Linked DNA regions of Sus scrofa: region 1 is linked to region 2. A link is a contact called in public promoter capture Hi-C data. All regions are on one chromosome and are shown on one strand. The core of a region is the stretch at or near the end of the contact, and the rest is flanking DNA. Distances in the headings are between cores, read along the strand shown.

What was found. Promoter capture Hi-C pulls out the DNA fragments that hold promoters and counts their contacts.
Region 1: a contact with region 2 is called in a promoter capture Hi-C map of liver, with 2.6 times the contacts expected there. The contact joins the promoter of PLPP1 here to the promoter of SKIV2L2 in region 2. A contact is called at or near these places in 1 of 5 promoter capture datasets (liver) and 1 of 2 datasets of contacts at active chromatin or transcription factors (skeletal muscle).

Annotation. Positions count from the first base shown.
Region 1 is chr16:34,739,310-34,744,738 of Sscrofa11.1, forward strand. It overlaps PLPP1 (phospholipid phosphatase 1), which reads right to left and starts at 2,215. Exons shown (of 6, transcript XM_013984779.2): 1 at 2,170-2,215. The coding sequence starts at 2,200. SLC38A9 (sodium-coupled neutral amino acid transporter 9) reads right to left here. Exons shown (of 16, transcript XR_002339779.1): 14 at 2,170-2,281.
Region 2 is chr16:34,473,985-34,479,537 of Sscrofa11.1, forward strand. It overlaps SKIV2L2 (superkiller viralicidic activity 2-like 2), which reads left to right and starts at 4,243. Exons shown (of 27, transcript XM_003133964.6): 1 at 4,243-4,656. The coding sequence starts at 4,523. DHX29 (ATP-dependent RNA helicase DHX29) reads right to left here and starts at 4,249. Exons shown (of 27, transcript XM_013984775.2): 1 at 3,889-4,249. The coding sequence starts at 4,069.

The sequences.
Region 1 (5,429 bases), core at 965-3,464, 260 kb after region 2:
AAGAGATGGAAACAGAAAAGCTTGTTAAGACATTTGGTGCGAGGCATAGTTCCGAAAACAAAGGACTCCCCAAACCCTTATCTAGCCTCCATGTATGCATGGCTGAGTCCCAGAAGAAAAAGCCCTGTGCATAAAATCCTAAAACATGATTTCTGTGGTTTGAATGTGTCTTCTGAAAATTCGTATGTTGAAATCCTAACGCCCAACATGATGGTATTAGGAGGTTGGGCTCTTGGGGGTGATTAGGTCATAAAATCAGAGCCCTCATGAATGGGATTAAAGCCCTTACCAAAGGCACCCCACCAGTCCTCTAGCCCCTTGTGCCATGTGAGGACAGAGCAAAAAGTCAGCAGTCTGCCACAGAGAAGAGGTCCCTCCCGGAATCCAACCACAATGATACTCTGACCTTAGATTTCCAGCCTCCAGGACTATGACAAATGTCTGTTTTTTATAAGCCATCTAGTCTATGATATTTGTTATAGCAACCTGAATGGACTAGGATGATTACTCTCTTTAAAAACTCCAAGATGGGAGTTCTCGTCGTGGCTCAGTGGTTAACGAATCCAACTAGGAACCATGAAGTGCCGGGTTTGATCCCTGGCCTTGCTCAGTGGGTTAAGGATCTGGCGTTGCCATGAGCTGTGGTGTAGGTTGCAGACGCAGCTCGGATCCTGCATTGCTGTGGCTCTGGTGTAGGCCAGCGGCTATAGCTCTGATTCGACCCCTAACCTGGGAACCTCCATATGCCGTGGGAGCGGCCCAAGAAATGGCAAAAAGACCAAAAAAACCCAAAAAAACTTCAAGATGGAGTTTGTGCTGTGGCACTGTGGGTTAAGAATTCAACTGCGGCAGCTTAGGTTGCTGCTGAGGTGCATGTTTAATCCCTGGCCCAGTGCAGTGGGTTAAAGATCCAGCATTGCTGCAGCTCCCGCTCAGATTCAACCCCTGGCCCGGCAACTTCCATATGCTGTGGGTGTGGCCATAAAAAAATTCTCAAAACAACCTTATAAAACAAACCTTATCTCCATTTACAACAACAACAACAACAACAAACTCCAAGATGCTGGATGAAAGGCAGTCCTGCCTCAGCATTCCATTCATACAGCTACATGAAAGGGCGAGAAGACTTTCTCCCATCTTGTCCCCACCCTTCATGACCTCTAGAACATTCATCTGCACACTGGTACACCGAAAGCCCTGGTGTATCAGAGGTGGTGGCAGTGGCAATGTACCTGGAGGAATTACTGACTGCGCACAGTGGAGGCAGCCTTGAGGCTCCTTCACACAGCTGCCAGGGTAGGGCAGGACTGGGCAGGTGACATCACTGGAGAGGGACAGGATGGGGAAGACAGTGGTAGCAGCCCAAGGTGGTCCCAAACTTTTTGGTGTTTCCAGGTGAGATGCTCTTTGGGGGCTCTCAGAAGGGACATTGATGGGAGACCAGAGGTAAGGACAAAAACAGGATCATCACTATTTGTATACTTAGAGTGTACAGCCTTCTGACTGGCATGGCCTAGGGAAATACAGTCCAACCACTGGTGAAATAAAATGAAAACTAACGAGGTAGCTGAGGAGTGAGCCAAACAAACTCAAAATGGATGACTAAAAGCGCTTCGTTCTTTTGGGATGACTGGTAATCTTATAAAAATTTTTCCATCCCAAGGGTCTTTGCAATTGTGATAACTGATGTAATAAAGCTATGTAGTGGCCTTTCCCATCATAGGTTGCTGTGTTATTCTCACATTTGGGAACGTTCCATTGCTTCAAAAATGAACTTTCCCACAGTTTTCTATCCCATGACGTTTGAGATCATAGATGTAACTAGCAGTCAATGGCAGGAAAAGAAAGCTAATACAATGTGTAATAATCAAAAAATGAAGCAAGTTCAGTTCCATCCAAGATGTTAACACAAAGCCAAAGCAATAGACCTGGTGAGGAGAGCCACACTCTGAGGTCTCCCATCCCGTGAAGGAATTGAGAATGATACTGCTGCTTGGCCTCATGGAAATGAAACCATGTGACCACACTTGCATTTTTTTCTAGGAGAATGAAATCCATGAAGTTCAGGCCAATGCTCTTTTTTGGGGAGATATCATGAGTTATCATTAGATTCATTTTCCATCGAAGAACACTTTCCAACGTTTACAAAAGAAATACAACAAATCTTACCTGATGAATTTCTTGGTATGTGTTGAAGCATGAAAACAGTTCAGGGACTGGTGGAGAGGTGTTGTTTGAGAAGCACCCGAGGAGTCACGATCGAGAAGATGCCATATTCCCTCTGTGTGAGGGGAAAACAGATCAAAGCAACAGTCTTCAAACCCTGGATTCCCGGGGGCCAGACACTACCCTGAAATTATCCTGGGGTGACTGCGGGAGGGGCCACATAGATTCTGCAGCCCCCACAAAAATTAGGCTGAGTTCTTCTCTCTTTTGTGTGTTGCTTCTTGTCTAAAATCTATACCTGAAAGTAGGGATTTGCTGCTAAAGGAAAGGGAGAGTGAGCACAAGAGAGAAAGAGATTGAGATTGAAAACCACTGGGGTTTGCTTGAATCCACATCTGTAAATGCTAAGGTTTCTTAGGAGGTGCCTTCTCCCAGCTGAATCCTGCATGTTAATCACAGGCATAGCAAACTCAGTGGCTGTTTTCCTCACTCACACCGGGGATTCATCTACTCCTGGCTCCCAACACATGGTCTTGGCAATACTTGTCGTGGCTGCTTTGTTTCTGAGCCGAATGCTGGAAAATGAGCAAGGCCCTTGGCTGGATCTGTCACACCAACCCCTGGCTGACCTTCCGAACTGTACATCTCCACATACAGGCGAAGAAAACTCGGGAGCCTTAGAGAGGAGAGGGCTGAACTGCTAGTCCTGTCCAGAACTGAGGAAGCTCTGCTTAGGACAGCTCGGATTAAAAGAGAGTCGGGAAAGAGAAATCAGCAATTCCTATAGGGGCCAGAAAACTCATGGAAATGCCAAAAGATGACAAATCCAGAGGGCCTAGAAATTTGGTCACTTTAGCATTCAGCTCCCTGACCTTTGGAAATGACACATTACAGTACTGAGTCCAAAACTAGCTTTGGTAGCTTTGGGTTTTTTTTTTTTTTCATCTCTGTACTCAGGCATTTTAAGATGCTGTAGAGACGTCTCCTAATGTTTCCCACACATCATAATGGCATAAAACCAAAAGAGGAACAGCAACAGCCAGAAAGAATTACGAAATAGAGAATAGAAGACAAAAGAAAGTGTGTGTGGGGGACATCTGCGGGCTTAATCAGTAACTTAATCTGGTAAAGCAAAATTCAACCAGTTAAGAGCAAACATAACCCAGTTAGGTCCCTGTCTCCTAATGAGGTCTCACCCCAACCTCGGGCTTTTGGGCTTCTCGGCCAACAACAGGCAGACATGTCGGTTCCTGCTGGCTTCAATCCTGTCTGGCCTCTGGAACAACGGCCAAGCACTTGCTCATTCAGCATTTCCCAGTCCTGAGCCTCCGCAGGCCACACGTGGCATTATTGGGAGTTCTTTGCTTATTAGTGGGTCTGGAATTTGCCTGTTGCAACCACATCTGGCCCCCAGATGATGGGATTGACCCAGGTGTGCACTAAGCTGTAGGTTCCCTGCCTATGTTTGTGGTCAGTCTGCCTGCCTTGTCTTTTTGGTTCTTGCTTTTTCACTGGGACTGGGACCTGGTCCAGGGCTGACTGGGACTGCCAAGCCTCCCCTGGTCCCTGCCAGTCTGTTCATGCCATCTTCTCCTTCTTACTGCCATTCATCCCCCACAAGACCACACTACAGTTCTAAACTTGTTTTGAAAAATTTAAACCCTACTGCAAAGTTGAGAAAACAGTATGATGAAGAGTCATGTATTGACAGAACACTGAAAAGCAACTATAATGGAAAAAATAAAAATCATTTTTTTAAAAAAGAGCCGTATATACTTGTGATAGAACATGATGGAGGCAAATGTGAGAAAAAGAATGTATATATATGTATAACTAGGTCATTTTGCTGTCCAGCAGAAATTGACAGAACATTGTAAATCAACTATAATAAATTTTTTTTTAAAAAGATCTATATATACTTCACCTAGGCTTACTAATTGTTAGCATTTTGTCACATTTGTTTTTCTTTCTGTCTCTTCCTATACATGCAGACACACACCCAGACACAAGCACACAATAGTTCTGATGATGTCTTTTATGGCTATATATTTTTTCAGTCTGGCTCCAATCAAGGATCATGCATTGGCACTTAGCTGTCATGTCTCTCTAGTTTTTCGTCAAGAATAGGTCCCTTGCTTTTTTAAAAAAATATGACATTGGTATTTTTGAAGAGTCCAGGATAATCGTTTTGTAAGAGTCCACCACAATTCAGATGTCTGATTATCTCCTCCCTTTTAGGTTCAGTGGGGTTGCAAGGATGTTTTTTTCTGTCCTCCATGCTGCTGCACATGCAGATGTCAGGTAGGAATGCCCTGGAGGTGTGACTGCCTCTTAGGCAGAGGCTGTGCACAGTGCTTACCCGACTTCCTCTGTACAGCACCTCACAGTAACCAGCCCTACCCCCAGTTCTTGCCAGAAGGTGACAAAACAGGGGTGGCCCAGGAATTTTTACTGGGTAGACCTGGGCTCCCAAGGACCTGGTAGGGTTGCTGCCACCAGGCACCACTCTGACAGTTGAGCCCCACCGACTGCTTCAGAGAGGAAACCGCTTAAATGTTTTCCTTGGGCTCCCACTTTGATTTGTCACAGACGAGCTCTCAGATATACTGGGGTCTTAGAACTCCGTCACAGTCCAGTGGGAGTCAGGCTGAGGAAACAAACGGGGCAGATATCCCACAGAAGCAACATCTTAGAAGCTCCATAGGCCCAAAGGCTCTGGTATATAACCTTTGCTATGTGGACAGAGCTTCTGAACTCAAGTGGAATCTCCAGGCAAAGGGCTGCCATGCTGGGCTTCCAAGACAAGGAGGACCATGGAAAGTTGGGACCGGATATCTGGTCACGTACAGGGATTTGGCAGATACACATGCTCTGCATCAGCAAGGACACCAAGTTCCTCTTTGGAAAGGAAATGTGAGTACTGTAAGTTCAAAGAGTCAAAGTCAAAACCCAAACCCAGGGCCCTCATGGATCAGAGACCTGGAACCAGGAGCTTCTCACGGCAGGAAGCCTTTCCTATTATTCTGTGCAGCCCCATAAATGAGAGCTATGCTTGGTGAATGGGAAACATACAACCCTTGCTGCTGAATAAATCAATGGAACCGATTTCTAAAGAAGCAGAGCCAGGTTTAGTATACAAGAGTTCAATTTAATTGGGAGGATTTGAGTCAGTATCTGAGGGTATATTCGGGGAGAGATGGCAAAATGTAAACTTTTGAGGTACATATGCCAAATGTAATCAAGTTGGAAAATGGGGCTGAACC
Region 2 (5,553 bases), core at 2,993-5,492:
TGGTGGCCTAGTGGTTAAGGAGTCAGCATTGTCGCTGCTGTGGCTCAGGTTGCTGCTGTGGCTCAAGTTCGATCCCTGGCCCAGGAACTTCTGTGTGCACAGACAAATAAATAAAAATATCCTTTACCAAGAGACTGTTTTCTGACATTCATGGCACTTTTTCTGTTTTATTTTGGGAGCCCTAAAATAATATATTATTTAGAAACATATAAAACATATATGTACATAAAATATTTATACATACATATAAAATGGCTTTTTTGAGCTTATTCATGACATCAGTCCCCTAGTCTTATTTCCTAAGTCTCAACTAAGTTTAAGGATTTTTCACACAAACACAGCTTTTGGTGTGTAAGCACCCTTTGCCACATCCAATAATGTAACCTGAAAGCAGTGATCTCAGTCTGTTTTATTCTTGAGGCATCCCTAGTGCCTAAAATCTTGCCTGGCATATAGTTGCTCTTCAAGAATTATTTGATGAACAAAGGAAATGAAAAAACAGGAGTGGAAGAATACCCAGAATTGTGTCAAAAGCCATTTTGTGGCGCTAGTCATTTTCTACCTCTAAATGAGAGTCCAGTTGAGAAACTATGCTACGTACAACCCTTCAAATTGGGAGTTCCCATCATGGCTCAGTGGTTAACGAATCCAACTAGGAACCATGAGGTTGCAGGTTTGATCCCTGGCCTCGCTCAGTGGGTTAAGGATCCAGTGTTGCCGTGAGCTGTGGTGTAGGTCGCAGATGAAGCTTGGATCACGTGTTGCTGTGGCTGTGGTATAGGCCAGTGGCTACAGCTCCGACTGGACCCCGAGCCTGGGAACCTCCATATGCCGCAGGTGGGGCCCCAGAAAAAAAAAAAGACAAAAAGACAACCCTTCAAATTGTTTGAAAAGACAGAGGGATAGAAGTAGAGTAAAACAATTACATTTACATTAGGGAAAATAGAGTTCAGAGGTGATTTTTTGTGTGTGTATTTTTCCATTTTTTTCTTAAAAATAGGCCTATTATATGTAATATAAAAATAACCAAACAGGAAAAAGAAAGCAAAATTATGCAGAAATCTTGTTGCAACATTTTATGTATACTGCTATATATATTGATTTATGGTTACAAAAAAATTCCTCACAAATTTGGTAGATAACCTCTCATTTTCTCTCTCTTGATTTCTTGGTTTTAATAATTCCTCTGAATTTTTCCTTGTCACTGACCCAAGAAATTTTTTGAATGACCCTATTCATAGCCTTTGAGTAGATACTGAGGGATATGTACTCATGAAACTGTTCCTACCTCCTAAAATTTTGTAGGATAGGTAAAATGTATAATTCATCACATAGGCAAGATCTGATATCAAATACCATTGCCACAGGCAAGATCTAAATATCAAAAAGAATAATCAAACAACAATGATGCATGAGCTATGTATCCATAGGAACAATTCAAACAGTTGAGAGCTGGGGTGATTATTATAGAATTCTGGTAGATAATCTTGGGGATGGATGGTATGCCAATAAAAGAAAATGGTCAAGAATAAGCATGAGAAAGCAGAAAGCCAAAAGCTGCATTGGGATCAGTGAAACATACTAGATTTGCTATAGCTAAATATAGGAACTGTAAAAAGACTAGAAAGGAGGTCTTAGATACTAGCTCAATGCTTTGTACCTTATCACAAAGTCAGTGAGGATGATGTAGAAAAGACTGGGAAGTGATATGATCAAAGAAGTGTTTTTTTTTAATTTAACGATTTCTTATAATTTTACAATGATCTTTAATTTTTCCATTATAGCTGGTTTACAGTGTTGTCAATTTTCTACTGTATAGCAAGGTGACCCAGTCACACATACATGTATACATTCTTTTTTCTCACATTATCATGCTCCATCATAAGTGACTAGAAATAGTTTCCAGTGCTAAACAGCAGGATCTCATTGCTTATCCATTTCAAAGGCAACAGAAGGCAACAGTTTGCATCTATTAACCCCAAATTCCCAGTCCATTCCACTCCCTCTCCCAAAAGAAGTGGTTTTGAAAGATCAATCTGACACCTTATGTGGGACAGACTGGAGGAGGAAAAAAGCACAGCTAGCTCTTTAGAAGGCTGTGTTGGTACTCCAGAAATTCATGAGTGTCTTGACTGAAGTGTGAGCAGTATAAATCAAAAGTGAAAAGGGTATACATGTAAGATATGCAAAGACTGCACAGAGCTTGACAACACATTGGATGTGAAAAGAAAGAAAGGCACAAAAAAATAACTATTGACATGGGATAAAGAGGAATATGTAAAAAGAGAAAGAAGTCAGAGGAGAAGCTACTGGGGGTGGGAGTAGGGGTGGGGGCGGGCTGGGAAGTGTAGTTTAGTATTAGCCATGTTAAATTTGAGATGCTTGCAAAATAGTGTCCAAATAAATGTAGAAATGGCTGACTTGAGCTTGGAATAGAGACCAGGATTGGACATGTTGCTTGAGGAGTCATCTACAAAGGAAAAGACAGAAGAAGTAATGGAAGTAGATAAACTCTCATAGAAGGTCTGTAAAGAGGAAAGCATACTGTCACAGAATGACACTTCGGTAACGGTCACTTTTGGGGGCTGGGGGAATGGGAAACCAAAGAATACAATAAATGGCTATGAGAAAGTTCAAAGAATTCAGAGGAATATCAGGAAAGACAAAGGAAGTCAGAAAGAGGCTGACTCAGAATAAAAACGCCGCAGAATACACAAGGAGAAATTTTTTGTATCTGTAATTGCAGGCATAACTTTGTAGTTAAAAAGTTACAGTAAATTGCAGAGCACAGATTATTATCCACCTTCTAGGTGAAAGTTTGTTACCTGCCTACTTCAGTCTCATCTTCTCCTTAGACAATGCTTACATTCTGAGATCTCAAAGGCCAATGCTCTTTTCTGACTCAAGATCTCTGCACACCGTTTTCCTTATCTCTGCCGGGAATACTATTTCCCCCCTTCTTTATAGAGTTTACACCTATTCACCCTTTGGATCTTAGCTTAACAGTCACTTTCTCAAAGAGACCGTGAATGATCCCTCCTCCTCCTCAGTAAAAACTGGGTTACCCTGTTAAATTCTCTTACTTAGCTTTTCTTTGTGGCACTTATAGAACGATGTCTGTGCGATTACTTCAGGTCTGTGTCCGCCATTAGACGGGCAAGCTCCGGGAGAGATTGCCTATTTTGCTCATCCCATCCCTAACATCGTGCCAGATACAAAGTAGGTTTTAAATAAATATTTGTTGGCTAAACATTTCAATAAGAACTAAGACAAGCTAAGCAGAACAAAATAGTGTATAACTGTTTATCTTTTGAAATCAGCTGTAATAGTGGCCTGCTGATCTGCAGCCAGAACCGGCAATCTCCAAGTTGAGTTATCAAATCAAATGGCACAATAAGCAAAAATGCAATGCTGTGGTAAAGATCGCTGATAATTTTACAACAGGTTATATCCATATTCGGTGTGCAAGTGCTGCAATTCTTATTAAGTACTGATTTTTACATAGCACGTGGAAACACTACATCGTGGCTGAAGAGGTTGAGGAGGAGGTAAATAAATGGGTCTGGCTCCAGGAGGTTAATAACTCCAGACAGTATTCTCTGCATGCGAGTCGCTAGTTTAGATGATGGCTCAAGACTGATCGCTGATGAAACGGGAGCTAATGCAATTTTTACTTAGTTCACAGAATTAGAAAAAGTGGAGGTTAGGTTGGGGGGCGCTACCGTCGGAACTCTGGAGGCCCTAACAGCTTACACTGATCTAAAACAAGGCTGCCTGATACGGAGCCAGCAACTGTGGCTGCGGAAGACAGAAATTTTGAGACCAAGGGTTCGCCCAGGTGCGAAGGCTTCCCCCTAGGGCCAGATCCTGGCGCCCGACAGCTCATACCTTGCTTTACTCGGGGCTCCCTGTTGCTGGCAGCAGCGGCGGGGGGCTGTCTGGCCACAGGCTTCTTGTTTTGGGCCTCCACCGCAGCTCCGGCCTCGGCGGATTTGGCTCTGGAAGCAGACACGGCGGCCCGGACCGCCGCGGCACCCGGAGCCTTGTGTTTCTTGTTCTTGCCGCCCATGTTGCAGCAGTGGCAGAATCACAGCTCTGGTCTGATCCCGATACCACTCCCGCACCGCCTCCAAGGTTTGTTCACATTCCCCCAGTCCCACGCCGCCACCTTGCGTCCTCCATCCGGGCTCCTCCGGCCGGAACGACCGCTGCTTCTCAATTGGCCCGATTCCCCAAGGTCCCGCCTCCTCTCCGCCCCTTTAGGGATCAGCTGCGGGCCGGGAACCGCCGCCGCGCTGCCACTTCAGCTTCGGAGATGCGCGTCCGCTAGTGGTTGGAAAGGAAAAGAAAGGTCCAAAGAGGGAAAAAAGGTCCAAAAGGGAAAAAAGAAGCCTTGAGGGCTGTGCGACTCAACTAATTTTGTCTCCTACGGGCCCCTGTTGCGGCTTCCCTTGGCGTCACCGTCGGCGCGGTTGCGGGGCATCGTGGGTAAGAGCGAGATTTGGTCTCACAACTCCGAAAGATGGCGGACGCTTTCGGGGATGAGCTCTTCAGCGTGTTTGAGGACGACTCGACCACTGCGCCCGGAACCAAAAAAGACAAGGAGAAGGAGAAGGGGAAATGGAAGGGGCCACCAGGGTCTGCAGAAAAGGCCGGGTAAGGAAGATGTCCGAGATGTCTTTTTTTCCCTCTCAGCGCTGAGGGAAGAAAATCGGACACTCTTGAAGACCACGAGAAAGTGGGTGTACGTTAGCAGCGTCGGGAAGTGAAGGGGGTTGAGAGAAATGTTGGAAGTGGGGGAGGAAAGTTGGTTTTGGGAGGCGCGGGTTTTGGCCTTCCCGGGCGGCCGCAGACAGCGTTCCGCTGCATTTCCTTTACCCCCGCGTTGGCGTGACTACCTACACCTGTCTGCGCTGTGGGGTCGTGAGGACAGGTAAGCTGTAAGCTGTTCCTTAGCTTCTGTACTCCTAGCACCGGCACAGTACTGGGCCCAGAGCCTTTAATATTCGAGAAACGAATTGAGTGAAGGGGTAGGGAGTTTCGATAATGTGACTTGGATTGACTTGGAGCGGAAGGGGCAAATAACAACATAAGAGAGAAATTAGTAATGTTCTTGCTCATCATGAGATGATAGGGCCAACCACTAGGGGTTTTGTGAGGGTTAAATGCGATATGTTTAAAGCGCCTAACGGTGCTTTTAGCACATGGTAGATTCTCAAATGCTGGCTTTCTTGGATTTTATTAAGAAAAATATTAAAATTTACTGGTCCTCGAAGCTTGAATTAAAGTAAGGTAACTCATTAATAATGAATAAAGTTTACTCTTGATCTTGAGGGAGATTCCTAAGAGATGCTACGTTAGACATGATTTTGCTCTTAGGGAATTTTTAGTCGAGGTAAGGAGGTAGAACAGATACATACCTTACAGTTAGTAGGAGCTTGAACTACAATGAGCTGTACATATAGTTAAGTGCAATAAAACTTAAGGAAAGAGGAGTTCCCGTCGTGGCTCAGTGGTTAACGAATCTGACTAGAAACCATGAGGTTTGCGGGT